2 separate regions of the Mus musculus genome follow, and region 1 is linked to region 2. A link is a contact called in public HiChIP or PLAC-seq data. All regions are on one chromosome and are shown on one strand. Each heading gives the region's core, a stretch centred on a gene start, on an enhancer-like site or on the middle of the called end of the contact. The rest is flanking DNA. Distances are from core to core; before and after follow the strand shown. Region 1 holds the start of Efcab6 (EF-hand calcium binding domain 6). Region 2 overlaps Efcab6 (EF-hand calcium binding domain 6).

Region 1 (5,826 bases), core at 2,359-4,858, 190 kb before region 2:
TGCTCGCTCTCGTCCCTTCTCTCAGACATGCTACTGGGAAGCAGGATGCTGTGAATGCCCAAACCTGCAGGGCGGCCTGGGTTAAGGCTGTGCAGCAGTCTGTCTTCTTGATTCCCGAGGGAATGAGGAATCTGTTGTTGACTTGCCCCACTGTAAAAATGTTTTCTCTCCATCCTTCCTTTTTTTGTGTGTGGCAGTACTGAGGATGGAACCTAAGCTGCACATATCGGAGGGGAGCCCTGGCCTTCACTGCAGCTTTTCTGAGTCTTTTTCAGGGGTGTCACCAGAGGGCTTGGGCAGCAGATACACGTGGTGGATGGGAAAGTGTGGGCAGTAAGTTTCCTGGGAGGTGAGGGTTAGGAAACATAAAGCAGAGTAATGTGGAGGGGTGTGGGGGTGGGGGGTGGGGGGTGGGGAGTGAGGGAATACCTGGCGGGCCCCTGCCAAGGTGTCCCCACCCCCCGAGAAATCGCGTCATACGACAGGGACAGGCCTAGTACAAAAGGAGGTTTATTGTGGAAAGGGAGGGGAGCGGGTACCTGCAAAAGGGGTAGGGACTGAGAAAGGAGCGACAGAGGGGGACAGGAGAGAAAGAGGTCTGGAACACACGTGGGAGGGGGGGAGAGGAGAGGAGATGGAAGGAAGGAAGAGGAGGAGGAGGAAGAGGAGAGATGGTGTAGGGAGCAGTCCTCTTATATGTGGCCACACCTGGCAGCTACAGGGCAGGTAGTAATGGCGGTGGGCGGGTAGCTGTTGGGCGGAGCCTAGCTGGAGTTGTCTGTAAGCCAATAGTGAGCCCCTCAAGTTCCTGGTGTAGATGATGCTGTGGAGGATGGGGAAGGACACAAACACCGCAGTCCGGCTCCAGGCCCCACCCTTTTGAAAGTAGCCCTTTGCAGGGCGTCCTGCACTCCGAGGGAACCAGCAGGGTGCTTGGAAAGTTTTCCCAGAAGAAATGACAATCATTAAATTGTTGCCCTGGGGCCACTGTCTCTGATACAGAGCTTGCTCTGTCTGGACAGAGATCAAACCCACACTAATAGGTGTTATGATTTCATTGGGCAATAAACACGTAAGCTGAATTTAGCTTCTTGTGAAAAAAATAGTCAACTCTTCACACAGAAGTAAGAAATTGCCAGTGCAGGAAAATACTTTACAGAGTAAAGATTGGGGAAGTGGAGGGGGAAACACAAAAAATTAAACCAAACATGAGCAAATCTCCAGGTTTAGGTTTAACACGTCCCATCAGGGATGAGACCCTGCCCTCTGCTATGGATCTCGAAGCTGGAGCACATAGCAAGCAAAAGGCCAGTAGTGTACAAAGCTCAAAAGGGACCCTGCGTTTGCCCACGAAGGTCCAGGCTGTGGCCTGCTTGCCTCTTATTTGCAGACTAGCTTCTCCTCCCTAAAGACTTCTAGAAATTTCCAGGATGTGTGTGGATGTGTGTGTGTGTTAAGTGTTTATGAAAATAATACTTCCCAAAACAACAACATAAGAAGGCTTTTGCAAATCTGTTTATTAGCAGGCAGCTGGATTCTCTTATCTTCTTTGATCTTATCTCCAGCAGAGCTTCTTTTAGGTGAGAAGAATTGAAAAAAAAAAATCCAGTAATGTCTTAGCTCCACGAGGAAATAGTTTTGACTGAATGTCTTCTGAAAAGGCTACAAACACAAGCAAAGGTTTCTGAAAAGGCTAACACATAGCCCTCTGTGAAGGGACCCAGGACAACCAGTACAGGCGTTGGACTCTCTGAAAAGCAGTTCTCTTTTGGGACAAGAGAAGGTGTCAAAGAAATTATGAACATATGGCATGTTTGTCAGGGGTGTATGGATGCTATTTCCTAATGACGGGAGGCCTGGTCATTCAATTAGAGGGATAAATGTGTCAGCCTGGTAGTGGGCAGGAGAGATTGCTTTCTCCTTAAATAGGCCAGGGGCAGGGGCTACTTAGGGTCCAGTTGTGCAGCATAGGGCACAGTACTCATTAATTCACCTGCTGGCAAAGATATGTGCTGGGTATCTTACCCATGAGGCTGTGACTTCCTCTCCAAATAAGAAGTCAGGAAGTCTGTAAGTGGGGCCTGTGGACTCAGGTCTGTGGATTCTCGTTCTGGACCTGACTTGATCAGCTGTGAATCCTTGGACAAAATATCGTGTGTGTGTGTTTCCACTGGACCTATCTCATCAGCGTCCTGTGGAGCAGACTGAACTAGACATAAAGTACTTACACGGGTGTCTGTCTGTACTGGCTGGTTTTGTGTGCCAACTTGACACAAGCTGGAGTTATCACAGAGAAAGGAGCCTCCCTCGAGGAAATCCAGCTGTAAGGCATTTTCTCAATTATTGATCAAGGGTGGGAGGAGGGCCCATTGTGGGTGGTGCCATCCCTGGGTTCTGTAAGAAAGCAAGCTGAGCAGGCCAGGGGAGGCAAGTCTGTAAGCAGCATTCCTCCATGGCCTCTGCATCAGCTCCTGCCTCCAAGTTCCTGCCCAGTGTGAGTTCTTGATCTGACTTCCTTTGGTGATGAACAGCAATGTGGAAGTGTAAGCTGAATAAACTCTCTCTCTTCCCCATCTTGGACATGATGTTTTGTGTAGGAATACAAACTCTGACAGTGTCTTAAGAAGGGAACTCCACAGAGCCAGGGAGAAGGACCATTACTGATGACATCAGTACTGTCATCCCTCGTGATGACTAGGTCTAGGGTACTCTTGGTACTAATTTATTTGTGAGGGCCTTATGGTTGTATACCATGCCATGTACTGGCACAAGGTGGAGTCCAAAGATAGTGGTAGGCAAAGCAAGCAGGTCTTGTGTTTGTAGAGTCATGCCCTACAGTAGACAAATAGGCCTCTGCCAGACATGCTAATTCTAAGTTAATCTTGCTCACCAGACATCCAGCTAGCACTCAGAAAGTATGGCATGGGGAAGCTGGATTCATTATCCACAAGGGCTAGAGAGATGGTTCAGTGCTTCAGAGCACTTGCTGCTCCTGCAGAGGACCCAGCTTGATTCCCAGCACCCACATGGCAGCCCACAACCACCTGTAACTCTAGCGCCCTCACCTGGCCTCTGTGGGCATTGCATGCACACGGTACACATAACACACAGGCAGACACATACTCAAACACATAAATGTAATCTTTTGAGGGCAAAATTAAACATTACTTTCTTATTTTTAATTGCAACATAACTATTTTTGAGACGATAATGTATTTGAGTAAGTGCATATTCGCACACAGATTATATATGCATATGTAAATAGGCTTATATAATTCTGATGAATATAGCAATTATACAAGAAAAAGAACACAAGAATATTTTGCTATAAGAATGTAAAGATAAATAACTCTGCTTCTCAGAGGTGGGGCAGGTCCATGGGACACGGCTTCAATCACAAAGAAATCCAACATAATAACAATAAAAACAGAAAAGAGGGATACACCCCACACCTCTCCCAGGGACAGCATTTCCGGAGGAAGTCCTTCCTAGGCCCGAATCTTGTCTGGCTCCGCCTCCTTGGCCAATCGCAACTCCTCTACTTGTCGGGGGCGGGGATTTACCATCCACCTGGGACGTACCCTGGTTGCTGGGGCAACAGCGTCCTGAAGACTTGGCTCATGCCTGCTTCTGGGACCCAGCGGCCAGGTCTGCAGCAGGAGAGTTGGCGGCTGAGTTGGTGACCACCAAGCCGGGTAAGGAGGGGGAGCGCGCGGGGCCCGGAGGACCAGGGCAGTGCGGGGCTGTGAGGAGCGAAACGAGGGGCGCGGGGGAGCGCGCGGGCGGCGGGCCCCGCGGGAGGTTCGGTCTCCGATTTCTCCTGGCTTGCAGCGTTCCTTACCCTGCTCATTTGCGCCCCACCTAGATCCTGAACACAACGTTCTCTGCTTAGTCCTGAGGAGGACTTGGGTGAAAGACCTGTTAACCACACAAGTAGCAAGTAGCAAAGGCAGAACCGCCTCACTCTGCTTCCAGGCAAACGCTGCCTTCCACAGCCATGTTCTATATCAGTTAACCCCATTGCCCACATTCCATATGAAAGAAAGCACTTCGTGAAATGTTCTAAGCTTTCAGGCTGAAGGCTGGCCCCCCAGTTCACCCTTCCACTCCCTTTTCTTTCCCTCCTAAAAAAAAAAAAAAAGTTTTGTTTTATTTATTTTTAGAAGGTCTCACTATGTAGCCCTGGGTAGCCTAAAACTTGCTGTGTAGACCAGGCTGGCCTTAACCTCACAGAAATGACCTTCCTCCTCCTGAAAATATTTACTTTCCACAAGTCTGCCTCTTCCAAAGGGCTTCTATATCACCCTGGGGAAAACACCTATTTCTCTTAAATTGTATCTATCCTTGAATAGTGAACTTAGAGAAATACGGTAAATAAATCCTATCTTTACAAACCACACTTCATTTTGGTCTTTAATCCGTTGCCTTCAGTTCAATAAACATTTCTTTGCCTAAGCTCCAGGGAGTGGAAAACGAACCTGCCGTTGGCTCCTTGGGTGTATGTGAATGGGTGTTTTCTGTCCAGCCTATGAATGGGAGGAAAAAGAATTCACTGGAGTCATCTGTGTGTTGGCTTTATTTACGTTCATTTTCGTGCTTGGTTTAAGGTAGGAATTTTTTTTTTAATTTAGAAGAAATGCTTACTGAAGCTGGACATGGTGGTGTACACATGCAATCCCAGAATTTGAGAGACCGAGGCAGGAGGATCTCAAGTTATAGCCTGAGCTACCTGAAACCCTGTCTCAAAATGAAGAAACCCACAAAGCTTACCTTATATTTGTTATCTTGCATGCTAATTTTATTTGCACTTCTACTTTGTATTCTGTGTCCCCCACCCATTTCCAGCCATACAGAAGTTGAGCACCTATGCTGTGACCCTGACAGCTAATCAGCACCCCCAAATAGAACCAGTTCTGCAGACCTGTTCAGCCACTTGATGCTAATGAAGTAATTACTCTAATAAAGCTACCTCATTGGTCTGTAGCAAGCTCATAGAGCAAGGGTTCTCAACCCGGGGGTTGCATATCAGATACTCTGCATATAGATATTATCCAGGCTGGTTGTGGGTCAACTTGACACAAGTTAGAATCGTCAAGAGAGGAAGGTGCTTCAGTTGAGGAAAGGCCCCCATGACAGCTAGCTGTAGGGCATTTTCTTAATTTTCGATCAGAGGCAGGAAGGCTCAGCCCAGAGTGGGTGGGGCCATCTCTGGGCTGGTGGTCCTGGGTTCTATAAGGAAGCAATCTGAACAAGCCAGGAGAAGCAAGCCAGTAAGCAGCTGTCTTAGTTAGGGTTTAACTGCTGTGAACAGACACCATGACCAAAGCAAGTCTTATTTAGAAAACAACATTTAATTGGGGCTGGCTTACAGGTTCAGAGGTTCAGTCCATTATCATCAAGGTGAGAGCATGGCATCATCCAGGCTGTCATGGCACAGGCAGAGCTAAGATTTCTACATCTTCTTCCAAAGGCTGCTAGTAGAAGACTGACTTCCAGGCACCTAGGGTGAGAGTATTAAGCCCACACCCACAGTGACACACCTACTCCAACCAGGTCACACCTATTCCAACAAGGCCACACCTCCAAATGGTGCCACTCCCTGGTGCAAGAATATAAACCATCACAGCAGCACTCCTCCATGACTTTTACATAAACTCCTGCCTCCAGGTCCCTGCCCTGCTTGAGTTCCTGTCCTGACTTCCTTCTGTGGTGAAAGTATAAGCCAAATAAACCCTTTCCTCCCCAGCATGCTTTTTGGTTATGGTGTTTCATGGCAGCAATAGAAACCCTAAGATATTTACCTTATGACTCATAACAGTAGCAAAA
Region 2 (5,907 bases), core at 787-3,286:
CTGTGTGTACAACCTCAGCCATTATTCCTTAGGAGCCATCTACCTTGTTGGAGATAGGATCTCTCACTGGCCTGAGAATCCATTAGTCTATGGTATGCTATGCTGGCTGACCCATGAACCTCAGGGGTGCCCCTGTCCCCATTTCCCCCATTCTGGGATTGTAGGGGCACACCATCCTTCCCTCCTCTTAGGGTAAGACCTGAGGATCTAGTTCAGTTCCTTGTGTGCCTCTGTGGCAGGTACTTTACCCACTGAGCGGTCTCTCTGATCTCTCTCCCCAGGCCCCAGAGAGGGTTTATTTTTTTGGAACTTGAATGGGGCTTGTGGCTTGAATCCGACTCTCTCGATCAGGATCATGGCCTCGCTGTCCACTCATCCCAGTCGCAGTAAATGCGGATTTCTTTCAGGAAGCTCCGTTTCTCTCAGGATCTCTCACCCCTGGGTTCAGTAGCCTGTCATCGGAACGCTCCTCACTTGGGCTTGTAACTTGTCACAGCTAGTGCCTCTCAGGGGCAGGTATGGCTCTTGCAGTTTGCATTCAAATTGGACCACTTGCCTAAATCACTTGGAGACTTTTCTAGTCCACCTGTCTGTCTAACAGTGGCGATGTCTCCAGCGAGTTCTTCTCCATTTTCTTATCTCAAGAAGCAGGTTTTGTTAAAAATGGGTATAGTAGGTAAGGCATGGAGGTACAAATTTGCCACCCCATCCCAAAGAAGCTTGAGGCATGGGGATGCTGAGTGAGGCCAGCCTGGGCTACATAGATGGGTCACAAAATAAGGAAATGAAGCCTGACTATTTAAGACTGACAGAGGCCAATGTAGCTCAAGCCTGGAGACCCGAATTTAGTCACTGGGGCCCGTGTAAAGGTAGAAGGAGAGAAGCAACTGCCCAGAGTCATTGATTCACGACCATCACCTCACAGTTGGGTCAGTTTTATTCCCCGTCAGTAAAGGAGGAGACAGGCAACTCACGGGCAAGACTTTCTTGAAGGGCCTCCCAGCCCAGCAGAGGAGGAGTGCAGTAGAGGCTAGCCCCGGGCCTGCCTTTCTCTCATACTAAGCTCTCACAGTGTTTCAAGTGTGCTTTTGGGCTTGGAGGCAGGGCTCCGCCCTCTGCTCTGTGGGTGCTGACCGCCACCCCCCTACCCCACCCCACCCCCCGCCATGGAAGGGCAGGGGAGCTTGCATGCGGACGACTCTGGTACCTGTGGGTGATCGGGGCTGGGGTCCGAGTGGAGGTGCGTGGTCTGTGCTTCCTGAGACACTCCCAGCTGCTGTTGGGGTTTGCTAGTTTCATAAAAGGTGCCGCCCAGCAGCAACAAAGTGCAGACATCACTGCTGGGTTACTTAAAGTGTGGCCAAGTTGGAATACTAGTTGGGAGCATGCATTGTCAGTCTGCTGATAGCCTTGCACAGTACCGGTATCCACAGTAAGAGCCAGTGTCAAAGCAAGGATCGTGATAAGACCGTCATCAAGATACAGCAGGGCCAGGGCCAGGGTCAGGGCCAGCATTGGATTCTCTTGCCCTTTGGCTATCACTGGCCAGGTCTCCTTTGCCAGCAGAGCATCAACTTCTGCCTCCAGGCCTACCTAGCTTCAGGAGGTTTGGCACACTCAGCAAGGAGGTACTTGTCAAAGCTGTTTCCTTCCTTGCAGGAGGCTAAAACCTTTACTAACACACACTTTCACCTTTTGGGTCTCCCAAGCCTGGCTGAAGCATGGTGCCCAGTCTCCCCAGAGTCCTGACCTGCCCCGCCAGCCCCCCAAATAAAATGAGAGTCCCTGTCTATTTTCCCAGCCCCTTTGATGATATTTCGTGAGTGTCCATTTATCCAGTCCATTTATCCCCATAGTGAAGTGGTATACACTGAACGTAGGGTTCAGTCCTCCTGTGAGGGCCCCAACTGCAAGTCCTTCACTTGCTTATAATTATAATGAGCCTTTGCCTCCCGCCAGGAAATCCCTGATCCTGGCCCAGGTTGTACATCAATGCTAGGCTCCCCAGCACCCTGGACAGCTCCACTCACAGATGAGCTTTCTGGGCAGTCCTTTTGCTAACCTAATGTGGTTAGCATTTTACTAACCCAGCCAAGTCCCCCAGCCCTTGGATGTGTTAAACGAACCCAGAGAAACAGTCATCAAGAGGGAACAGGAGAGAGTTTATGGTGCATTCGCCCCCTTGGGCTTCTCAGCCCACCTTCCAAGGGCAGAGTGTCACCCTGGGGACCACTTTCCTGGCAAGTGAGCCTGGACTTCCACACAGCTGGACTGACCTGTTGTTAGAAATCATGACGCATCTGCTCTCCTCTCTTTCCCATTAAGCGTTGCCTCCCTGCACCCAGAGACAAGAGGCGTCCTCCTGTTCACCCAGCTGATCAGTTTTCATTCTGTTCTCTGCAGACTGCTGACGACTGGGCAGAGAACATGCCCAAGGCCCCGCCCCCCATGTCCCCCAAAGAAACAGCCCACAGAGACATCGTGGCACGAGTGCAGAAGGCAGTAGCGTCTCACTACCACACGATTGTCCAGGAGTTTGAGAACTTCGACACCCTGAAAAGCAACACGGTTTCCAGAGACGAGTTCAGGTCCATCTGCACCCGCCACATACAGATCCTGACAGACGAGCAGGTAAGAGTGCGGCCACTCACCCAAGCAGGTATCAGAGCAGACAGTCCTGCACTGCACTTATTTTTTTCTTAATGTTTAAGGTAATTTCCCCCTCCCCCTTTCTTTTCCTCCTTCTTTCTCTTCCTTCACCCTCCCCTTCCTCCTCCGTTCTCCTTCCTTTCTCCCTCATCCATAAGCTACCCCTAGATAGCCCTTAATAACCTGGAACTTGCTTTGTAGAGAAAACAGACCTTGGACTTGGGTTGATCTTCTTCTGCCTCCCCATTGCTGGGAGCACCTGTGTGAGCTTGCACGCCCTGCTGGGGTCTTAGTTTGTTGTAAACCATACTGAAACTCACAGAAGCCTCTGTTACTGTAACAACTGTGAACATTTCAGTCCCGGTGAGCTCTGTGTCCCTTTTGCTGTTAAAATGAATCCCAGCTCCCCAGTCTCCTGCATCTGCAATCATCTGGTACAGAAATGATTGACATCAATTTCCCTCTCTGGGTTGTATCCCGGGGCAGCATGCCATGCCAGTCATGTTGGCGATGGTTTCAAGAGCACTAAGTACCACTTAACCGCCATCTTGTTTCCACGACCTGGCTCACCCACATGATAAAAACTTACCTCACACACAGAGGAATCCAGGTCTCCAGAGCTCCGTGATCGGGGGAGGGGACACGGCTTGGACACCTGTGGGTACAGTCCACCCTCCAAGAGAGAGGGGGAGGGGGGTGCCGAGCTCCGTGATCGGGGGAGGGGACACGGCTTGGACACCTGTGGGTACAGTCCACCCTCCAAGAGAGAGGGGGAGGGGGGTGCCGAGCTCCGTGATCGGGGGGAGGGGACACGGCTTGGACACCTGTGGGTACAGTCCACCCTCCAAGAGAGAGGGGGAGGGGGGTGCCGAGGGGCGGGAGAACAGCGCCAGTGCTGAGTTTGCGCTGATGGGCTGTCAGGGCTCTGTGTGAAATGTGTTGCTAGCTATCTACCATCAGAGCTCGGTCTGCCTGGCTGTTGCTTCAGGTGACAGACCACAGCCTCTCCTTACAGGCAGGTCTGTGGAGTTAGGGAAAGTCTGCATTCAGCCTTATCGTGATGGAGGACCTCTCAGTACGTTGTGATTTCCACCCCTGCCCCAGAACAGACACCCCTAGCAAGTAAGAAAGATGCTTGCAGATAATAAAAATAACTCAGGGCTGTGCACCTGGGTAGCTTTGCACCTGACCAGCTGTGCACCTGGGTAGCTTTGCACCTGACCAGCTGTGCACCTGTCCAGCTATGTGACTCAGAAAAGTCGGTTGGCATCTCTGTATGCTTCCCACCGTGTTCCTGGCACCCTTCTTCTCTCCTTAGCCAGCTGCCTTCTCTGCCCCTGCCAGGACCCTGGCCCCTGCATTTCTTACTGCCTCCTACTCCTAGATTCTAAGCAGAAGGAGGCTTTCCCCAGCTCCACTTGGCCCTTCCAGCTCCCTCCATCCTCACAGTTCCCATATCCCTGGTTCCCTGACTCCAGCCTTGGCCTCTGAGCAGGTTTCTGGGTACATAGCCACCAACCTTGATGTGCGGCAAATGTACAGAGCCAGCAAGCCCACCTGTGCACACGTGCTAGGGTGGGGCTGCTGTCAACAGACAGATTTTTTTCCCCTGCCACTGTGACATAATACCTGACAAACGCAACTTGGGGGAGGAAGGGTTCCTTTTGGCTCATGGTTTGAAGATGAGGTCTGTCGTGGAGGGGAAACACGACAACAGAGGCTGGAGGCAGATGGCCACGTTGTATGCACAGCCAGAAAGCAGGGGGAGATGGCAGCTGGTCACTCACTACCTTTGATTCAGCTCGGGGCTGCAGCTCCTTGGATGGTCCTGCTTACACTTAGTTGTGTCTCCCACCTTAATTAGTCTCATCCAGAAAACTCCACACAAAAAAAATTAGAGAGGCTCATCTCCTGTGTGATTCTAGACCCTGCCAAGTTGACAAGTCAGGATTGATCATTCCAGCAGAGGAGGGACATGGAGGCCCGTGGAGCGTGGCTCATGAGGCAGTGCAGGCTCCTGCTTGTTGGGAAGGAGCCAGTGGGAGCTGAGAGGGCATGGCCTGGTATCCACAGGGGGCGTGGCCTCCCTGATAACAGGATGCAAGCCCATGGAAATAGAGCAGTGCAGACAAGGGTACCCCGAATCAGGAGCAGCAGGTTTTATTGACTCTTGCTGCCAGCAGCCTGAGGGTAAAGCAGCCCCACCCTGTCCCCAAAGGATCTGCTTTCCCAGAGAACGTTTAGACAGTAAGCATACTAAGCAAAACAGACAGTGCCTTATCCAGTGATGGTGCTATATGTTTCTTTAAGGGCAGGAAAAGGGCACAGACGGGGAATAGGAGGCAGGCTTGTTACCAGCAGGGCTGGGAAGGCTCTCTGAGAAGGTAGCTTTGAAATGAAGTCCTGACTAGTAGGTAGGGTTATCTGGGAGCAGAGGGGACATGGATGGCAAAGGCTATAATGGGATTGGCCGTTCACAGATGTCCAGTGCTTTGAGGGGTGGGCAGTGGGAAATGAGCCCAAGCCTGGAGCCTGTCCTGTAGGATGGGAGCCAACTGGGAGAGTTTTGTCTTTTCTCAGGGGTGTGAGAGGGCTGTCCTTACCCTTCTCCAGTTGGCCTGATCAGTGGTTTTAAACAGTGGCACTCTGACTGCTGTGTGGAGATAGAGGGAGGAAGGGCAGGGAACAAGGTGGACCAGTGACAGAGAGGACCAGGAGAGGTGCTGAGAGTATCCAAAGCTGAATCCCACATCATATGACAGTGTAAATTGTGAAAGTGGCGGTGTGCTCTGTGAGCAGCAGCAGAGCTGGGAACTGGTGTTGGGCAGAACAGGCCAAGGAGGACCACAGCCCTGCCTGCTTGCTTAATCTTTTCTGAGGATCGTCTTTCAGCTTGCTGGGCTTCTGCCGCATTGCTGCTCTCTCTCGTTCTCTCTGCCTTGGCATAGGTTGGATGCAGGCTTTGAATTTCAGCTGCTCTTCCTTCCATAATAGGCATTTAAAACTGTACATTTCTGTCTAATTACTACTTTAGCTGCATCCAAATTTTGATACATAGTTGTAAAATTATAATGGAGCTCCTAGTCTCTTATTCCCATGTTGGGTCCTTTGATTTAGAAATACGGGTAGATTTTTTTTTTTTGTTCCTGAATGAATGTGTTTTTAAAGAGTTATTAACTTATAAATGAACATGATTTTAATTAGAGAATGGTACTGGATCTTATCAGTTATTAGAATTATCTGAGATTGGATGTGTGG

Evidence for each region. HiChIP or PLAC-seq counts read pairs in DNA pulled down with a chosen protein or histone mark.
Region 1: a contact with region 2 is called in an H3K4me3 HiChIP or PLAC-seq map of craniofacial prominence, with 4 times the contacts expected there. The contact joins the promoter of Efcab6 here to the enhancer-like site in region 2. A contact is called at or near these places in 1 of 39 promoter capture datasets (pre-B cells), 2 of 115 datasets of contacts at active chromatin or transcription factors (craniofacial prominence and embryonic basal ganglia) and 3 of 9 other capture datasets (adipose tissue, embryonic stem cells and pancreatic islet).

What each region holds. Positions count from the first base shown.
Region 1 is chr15:84,063,131-84,068,956 of GRCm38.p6, reverse strand. Efcab6 (EF-hand calcium binding domain 6) reads left to right here and starts at 3,608. Exons shown (of 32, transcript NM_029946.4): 1 at 3,608-3,695.
Region 2 is chr15:83,876,155-83,882,061 of GRCm38.p6, reverse strand. Efcab6 (EF-hand calcium binding domain 6) reads left to right here. Exons shown (of 32, transcript NM_029946.4): 27 at 2,404-2,631. Among named protein-coding and RNA genes, the nearest start is that of Gm41372, 20 kb to the right of the region's middle. Within about 2 kb of position 2,036, at least 12 of the 459 cell types and tissues checked have an H3K27ac peak or open chromatin away from gene starts, as enhancers often do. A contact at or near this core is called in craniofacial prominence, where this site is marked.